Linked DNA regions of Sus scrofa: region 2 is linked to region 1. Evidence: chromatin contacts called from public HiChIP or PLAC-seq data. All regions are on one chromosome and are shown on one strand. Each heading gives the region's core, a stretch centred on a gene start, on an enhancer-like site or on the middle of the called end of the contact. The rest is flanking DNA. Distances are from core to core; before and after follow the strand shown. Region 1 holds the start of TMEM39A (transmembrane protein 39A). Region 2 holds the start of B4GALT4 (a long non-coding RNA gene).

Region 1 (3,319 bases), core at 354-2,853:
ACCTGTAGTTGCAACCCAGGTTAATGGTTGTCAGCCTGTTTCAACACTGAACAAAAAGAGACATTTAAATATCAGTTTACTATTGTTTAAGTAGGCAATGTAACAAAACAACCAGAAAAACTGAGTAAGCAAATCTTGTAAAACCAGATTGTCAAACAAATGCTACTAATGTCTATTACCAACTTATTCTAATGAAAGAACTACTCAGATTCCAATGGCTCAGAGCCTAAGTTCTAACCTAAGCTCTGTTCAGCATTAGGGAAGTCACAATTTGTATCTTCTGTAATTTGACTTGTTTCACACGGAAGATATTACAACCAAGTAGAAGTTTACAAAAAACACCACACATATACATTTCCAATTCATATGCACTATTTTGCAGTAGGCCTTGTGAAATACAGAAGAATCAGCACTGTCCAAAATGTAAGGTTTTGTTACCAAGGGGATCTGGATTCTGAGATCAGCTGTCACATATTATCAGTCTTTGAGGTATTTAACCCCTGAGTTTCCTCATTAGGAAAAAAAAAGGCGTTCCTTGTCCTACAGAGGTTGCTATCAGGACTGACAAAGATGGGTGAAAATACTTCAGAAGGTCTTTTAAGTCTTTAAATGTAAAGCTGTTCAAGTGGTATCTCCATATGTTAGAATGAAAATACTGAAAAAAGTTCAAGAAGATGCCCACTCCAGAAAACTGATGTAAATCATCTAAAAATTACTGAAACTGTAGGATTAAAAGATCAGTAATACATAAAGACCCTAACTGAAAAGAAACTGTGCTTGCAACTATCTATAGCAAATATAGATACCAAAACTGTTTCCTAAACAATACAATTTAAAAACTGAAGAAGGACATCGTGGAAAATCCCTTGTTTTCAAAACGTTACAGTAGAATCCTATGTTTCTTCTTCCAAACAGCTTTCGGCTGCAGACTAACAAACGCCAGGTGCGACAAAGTTTTCAAACCGTTGGATGGAGGGGCTGCTGGTCTTTGCTCAATTAACGTGCAAAGGAAATAAAAGTGAGGGACAAAAAATTGGGACAGAAGAGAGGCAAGAGGATCAGGTGGGGGCGGGGGGCGGCAAGAGACCACAAACTTCAACAGACTGGCCCTTAACAGGGGGCCACAAAGCGGTCCCCGCTGCGCAACCCGGAGGGCCGAAGCAGGCCCAGGACAATCGGACAGCGCGGCAGCTCGGTAATACTCACGCATGGAGAAGGCCCGGCCAGTGGGGCGGGATCCCTGGGAAGAGGCGGCTGCTTTGCAGGCTAGACCCCAAGCAAGAGAACACCCTGCCCACGTTGAGGAACTCCAAACCAGCTGCTTGTTTGCAGACCGTCCGCTCCAGGAGAGTCGAAGAAGGGTGTCCAGGCTTCGGGCTGCCAGACCCAGACTCCGAGTCAATGCCAGAGTCAGAGCCAGAGCTAAAGCTAGAAGTAGAGCCCGGCCCCGTCAGCAACCATCCTCAGCCTCCATTACCGCGGAGCTGAGCAGACGTGGCAGCGCACAGCGATGACGTCAGCTTCGCGACGGACAGCCGCCCCAGCAGCGAGTTGGCCCCCGGAACTGCACCGGAGCCAGGGGAGCGAGCTCTCCACCTCCCCGGGCGTGCACCTGCGCAGTGAGACTCGCCTTTTCTGCTGGGCTCGCGGCCCCGCCTTGCTCGCCTGTGCTGGCCCACGTATTTCCTTCCCAGACCTGTCACCAAGCCCTCGGAAGCTAGGGGTCCTTCCTGTTATCTCAGTCTCCGAGTAACAACCGTGTTCAAGTTTATTGCCCCCGTTTTACTGGGGGATGTTGGGAGACTTAACTGCTAAAGTAAAGGAGCCGAAGACGCCAAGTCGTGCTTCAGCAACCAACCGTGCGCGTATTTTATGTTAAAAAAAGGGCTAGATGCTGGAGTTACAAAAGTGAAGATCACAAAGAGTTCACAGTCTAGTGGAAAAAACAAGACACCAGGAAAACACAGTAGTTAAAATTTATCATAATAAATGCAACTTTAAAAGTACACCCAAGGTTCAGAGATGGCATGCAAGACAGGGTAATAATCTCTGGAATATAGTGCTCCCAATACCAAGAAAATCTTCACAGAGCTTGGGGTTTAAAGCCAAGACTGCAAGAATGAATAGGCAGTTTATGGGAGAATAATTTAGTAAAGGAAGTGGCAGATTAAAAAGGTAAGAAAGTGAGGGACATCATGCGGAATTCAGAAACTGTCAGTAATCTGATGTTAGAAGAAGAGTAAGAGTGTCAAGAGGAGCACTTGAATCTTGCTCTGCAGATTTTAAGCACATAGGGAAAGCCCTTTATGTCCAGTATATGATTAGTTAACCTTCACTGAGAGATTTGTTTGGTGCCAGACACTAGACTGGTAGCTTTACATATTTCATTTAAATCTCTTAACGTTTTGGTATTATTTTATAGAGAAAACTAAAAGTAAGAAAAAATAATTTGCTGATACCCAGTTAATATAACCCAGCTAATCAATGACAGAACCAAATTTTAGAGCCAGAATAACCAATATCAAAACTAAAGCTAGTGATATTTCTAAATATTCTTTTTCCCCCGTGTATTTTTTTTTTTTTTTTTTTTTTTTAAGGCCACATCCCTGACATATGGAGGTTCCCAGGCTAGGGGCCCAATCAGAGCTAGAGCTGCAGGTCTACGCCACAGCCATAGCAACTAGAAATCGGAGCCTTCTCTGCAACCTACACCACAGCTCATGGCAACTCCAGACCTCTTGGTTCCTAGTTGGATTCCTTTCTGCTGTGCCACGACTACAGGAACTATGCCCCAAGCATTCTTATACTTTAATTCATGCAACATAGATCACCATATATTTTCATTGTATTCACCTGTAGGCTTATGGTACATTTCTTTTCATATTTGCTCTGTTAATTCCTTGCTAGCTTGCTACATTGAAACTCTGTTGATTTTCTCTTGGTTCACCAGCATTCATCTTTCATTGAGCAATTATTTATTTAGTGCCTACTGTGTACCAGGCATTGTATTAATGAGTAAGACAGCAGATATGTCCCTGTCCTCCTGGGGTTTATATTCTAATGAAAGAAACATGTATTTAATATCAATGAAATAATTACAGGTTGTAAGTATTATGAAGGAGATAAAGGGATAAGGTGAAAAATAAAGGTGCTATTTTGAAGGGAATCTGTCTGAGGAAATGACATTCCAGAAAAAACCTGAATATGGGGAAGGAACCAGAAATGCCAAGATGGGAGAGAAAAGTAATCTTCATAGAAAACAAAACTTATGCAGAGATTCTAAGGTAGGCTAGAGCTTGGCATGTGTGAGAAACAATGC
Region 2 (3,264 bases), core at 667-3,166, 170 kb before region 1:
TTTAATCAGACGGGGAAAAGAAAATCTGATCAAAGGGGAATTCCCTTGTGGCACAGCAGGATAACTATCCAGCATCATCACTGCAGTGTCCTAGGTTTGATTCCTGGCCTGAGGGCATCCACATGCCACGGTTGGGGGGGGGGGGGCTGTCGAAATCTTACCAAAACAAGGATCTTCCTCTAAAAAACAATGAAGGTAGGCAAAATATGCCATGCCAACATATGCCACTTGGGCATACTGATTATTTTGAATTAAAGTTACTTTAACAGTCAGTGCAAGATCACTTTCACCCTCTTTTGTTCTTCTTGAAAGCAGGAAATAAATCTTCCAGGTGAAAGGCACCCTCTCTATACCAGGAAGGCACCAGGATAAGGCATCTCTTATTACTAGAGCTGGGAATTCAAGGTGGAGAATGCTATATAACAAACCTTATTACTTCCTCATCAGTTCGCTACCCCAAGCCCTAACTTCTGCCTTTTCAATTCTTCACAAATTTATTTTTTCTTTGTCTGAACCATATGAAAGCTGTCTGCTTTGGTTACTTCTTTGAGCCTCATACTGTTATGGAATCCCACCGGTATGAAATTAAATTTTTCTCCTGTTTATGTTTCACATCAATTCCATTATTAGACCAGCTAAAGGACCTAGGAGAGGAAAAAAGGAAAAGGTTTTCTCCCCTACAACACAAACAGGCACATTAAAATTTTGCAATTGCATGTGGTTGAAAAGCCAACCCTGCTCTAGAAGATAAAATTCCAAAACGATAAACTGTGGTCGCATTTAGCGTTATCTCTGGCCAGAGAAACGCATTCCAGCCCTCTGGCCCACCAGCTCAGCCCAGGTGCCTAGAAGAGCCCTCAGCCCCTTTTTAAGCCCACTTTCTCAGTCTGGACCCTGAATGTTATTCATCACTATCCAAGATTCCTTCACTTTCTTGCATCCTCAATGTGATTCGCCTTTCTTAAAAGAAATTTAGAAATTAAAAAATAAAAAAAGCAAAAAGTCCCTCAACCTTCAAATTGCTGTTTTCTTCCTCCTCCCTTTCACCACCAAAGGACAGGAAAGGTCTCCCTGTGCCCTGGCCGCCTCCAGGTCCTCAACCCTCACCCACTCTCGAACACTTTGCAATCCAGCACACGCCCACCCCGTTGAGAAGTGCTCTCCCAAGGGTACCAACCCAAAGGCCTTTTCTCAGTCTCAGTCCTCATAGACTTCTTTTTTTTCCCCCCTCAAACCGAGAGTTGGCTCTTATCTAATGGAAGACCGAACAGCAACCGATACGACCGACATAGATGGACGCAGAGCCAGACTAAGGGCAGGTATCCAAGGTACTTTAAAATCCAGTCGACCTCCCCAGCTCTTCGGCCCCTGCAGGCCCCTCGTCGGTATCAGCAGATGGGTTTCCTAGTAGAAACCTTGGTGAAATAGGGCTCCAGGGAGGAAGCAGCTTCTTCACACTGATGCGCCCGGAGGGGAGAGAAGTGCTAGTGGCGACCCCAGAACCTTGAGGTGGGCTCTCGGGGCGGGGGGAACGACCCCTGAGGGCCTACCTGGCAGCATCTCACCTACCATCCCTCCGGCAGCAGAGGGAGCGCCGCGGTGGCCCCGGCACCTGAGCCCGTGCCTCCCTCAGGGCTCGGCCTCTGCAGGCCCCCTGCCCGGCCCCACCGCCCGGAGGAAGGCAGGAGGGCCGTCCCAGGCCCTGGGACCGATCCCGCTCGCCACCCGGTGATGCCCATAGAGCGCCAGCCGCCGCCCTCCCCACGGAATTGCTTGTCCCGGGCGCAGGCGGAGCGGAGGCCCAGCGTACTCACCCCTGACGCGGCCGCGAAGAGCACCACCCGGAGCCAGGGGAGGAGGCAAAAGCTGCAGCAGCCGGGACCGCCCCGCCTCCCGGGAGGCGGCTCCTGCGGGCTGGCTCCGCCTCCCCCGAAGTAGCTGAGGCCGGGCCCCGGGGCCGTCTGCGCGGTCCTATGCAAGCCGAGTCCGATCGACCCAGTAACCGTCCCCGGCCAACAGAAGAAGCACCAGGAGGGAAAACGCCAGCTTATCTTTTGAGTGATCGTAATAAAACCTTATGCCAATACTGCCCTAGGGTCTGCACGCTTCCCAAATCCCATTCTCGTAAATGCTCACAAAACTTTGAGAAGGAGAGATGAACCTTCCCATTTTACGGAGTAGGAAACTGAGGCTTTAGAAGTTAATAAATTTACCTTACATCACCCTGACGAAAGGTTTCAGCTTTCTCAACTGCACAATGTGCCAAATTAACTGACTTCCCCATTTCACAGAACTACTGAGAATATTGAGTTGTGAGAAAACCAAATTTCTTCAGATATTAATACAAAAAGCCAAGACAGAATCATATTTATACTGATGATTTGAGTGAAAAATCATGGAAAGTTCTGCTTAGGCTGGCAGGAGAGCAGACTAGATTCTCTAAGAAATAGGAGATTTTCCAAGAAGCACCCCACTGCAAATGGAACCAACCCTGGGGTCATTGAGCTCTAAGCAGGAGACCTGGGGTTTGCTGAGGGCACACGGAAGATCTCTGCTGGCACTGTGATCTGGCACCCAAACAGGAGAGCCAAACCTGCCCCTTCAGCATCCAGCCAAGACTGTGAAAGAGCACTACTGAGTTTCCCAGTCTCCTGAGGTCCGAGCAGTGGAAACATACTTTATAGGGTGCATCTTCCATTTAGTCCCACAGAATCCAAACAAATACAAATGCACAATCTTTAAAAAAAATCACCAAGCTCCAGGGGCCACACATAATGACAGTGGGCAGGGACTTCTTTTTGTGGCTCAGTGAAAACAAATCTGACTAGTAACCATGAGGATGCAGGTTGGGTCCCTGGCCTCCCTCACTGGGTTAAGGATCCAGCATTGCCAAAGCTGTGGTGTAGATCATAGGCCAGCTGCTACAGTCTGATTTGACCCCTAGCCTTTGAACTTCCTTATGCCAGCAGATGCAGCCCTAAAAAGACAAAAAAAAAAAAAAAAGAAAGAAAAGACAGTGGGCAGAATTAAGACCAAGAGATTTATACTCCCAAAGACATCAGACACTGGAATTGTCTGCTGCAGAATACAGGAGAGCTCTTTTTGAAAATTATTAAGGGGGAAAAAAAAAAAAAGATTTCCCTAGGGGTTATTTACCAGTTACAAAGAGGATATATTATCCATTGGAGAAATCTGGCAGATACCACCTTAACCAAGTACTCAAAGTTAATTTCACCAAACTGATATCACTGTTACTGCATTCCT

Evidence for each region. HiChIP or PLAC-seq counts read pairs in DNA pulled down with a chosen protein or histone mark.
Region 2: an H3K27ac HiChIP or PLAC-seq map of alveolar macrophages shows a contact between it and region 1. The contact joins the promoter of B4GALT4 here to the promoter of TMEM39A in region 1. A contact is called at or near these places in 2 of 47 Hi-C or Micro-C datasets (embryonic fibroblasts and heart right ventricle) and 2 of 2 datasets of contacts at active chromatin or transcription factors (alveolar macrophages and skeletal muscle).

The regions. Positions count from the first base shown.
Region 1 is chr13:140,795,382-140,798,700 of Sscrofa11.1, reverse strand. TMEM39A (transmembrane protein 39A) reads right to left here and starts at 1,603. Exons shown (of 9, transcript XM_003132656.6): 1 at 1,207-1,603; 2 at 1-46.
Region 2 is chr13:140,968,213-140,971,476 of Sscrofa11.1, reverse strand. B4GALT4 (a long non-coding RNA gene) reads right to left here and starts at 1,916. Exons shown (of 7, transcript XR_001300547.2): 1 at 1,815-1,916.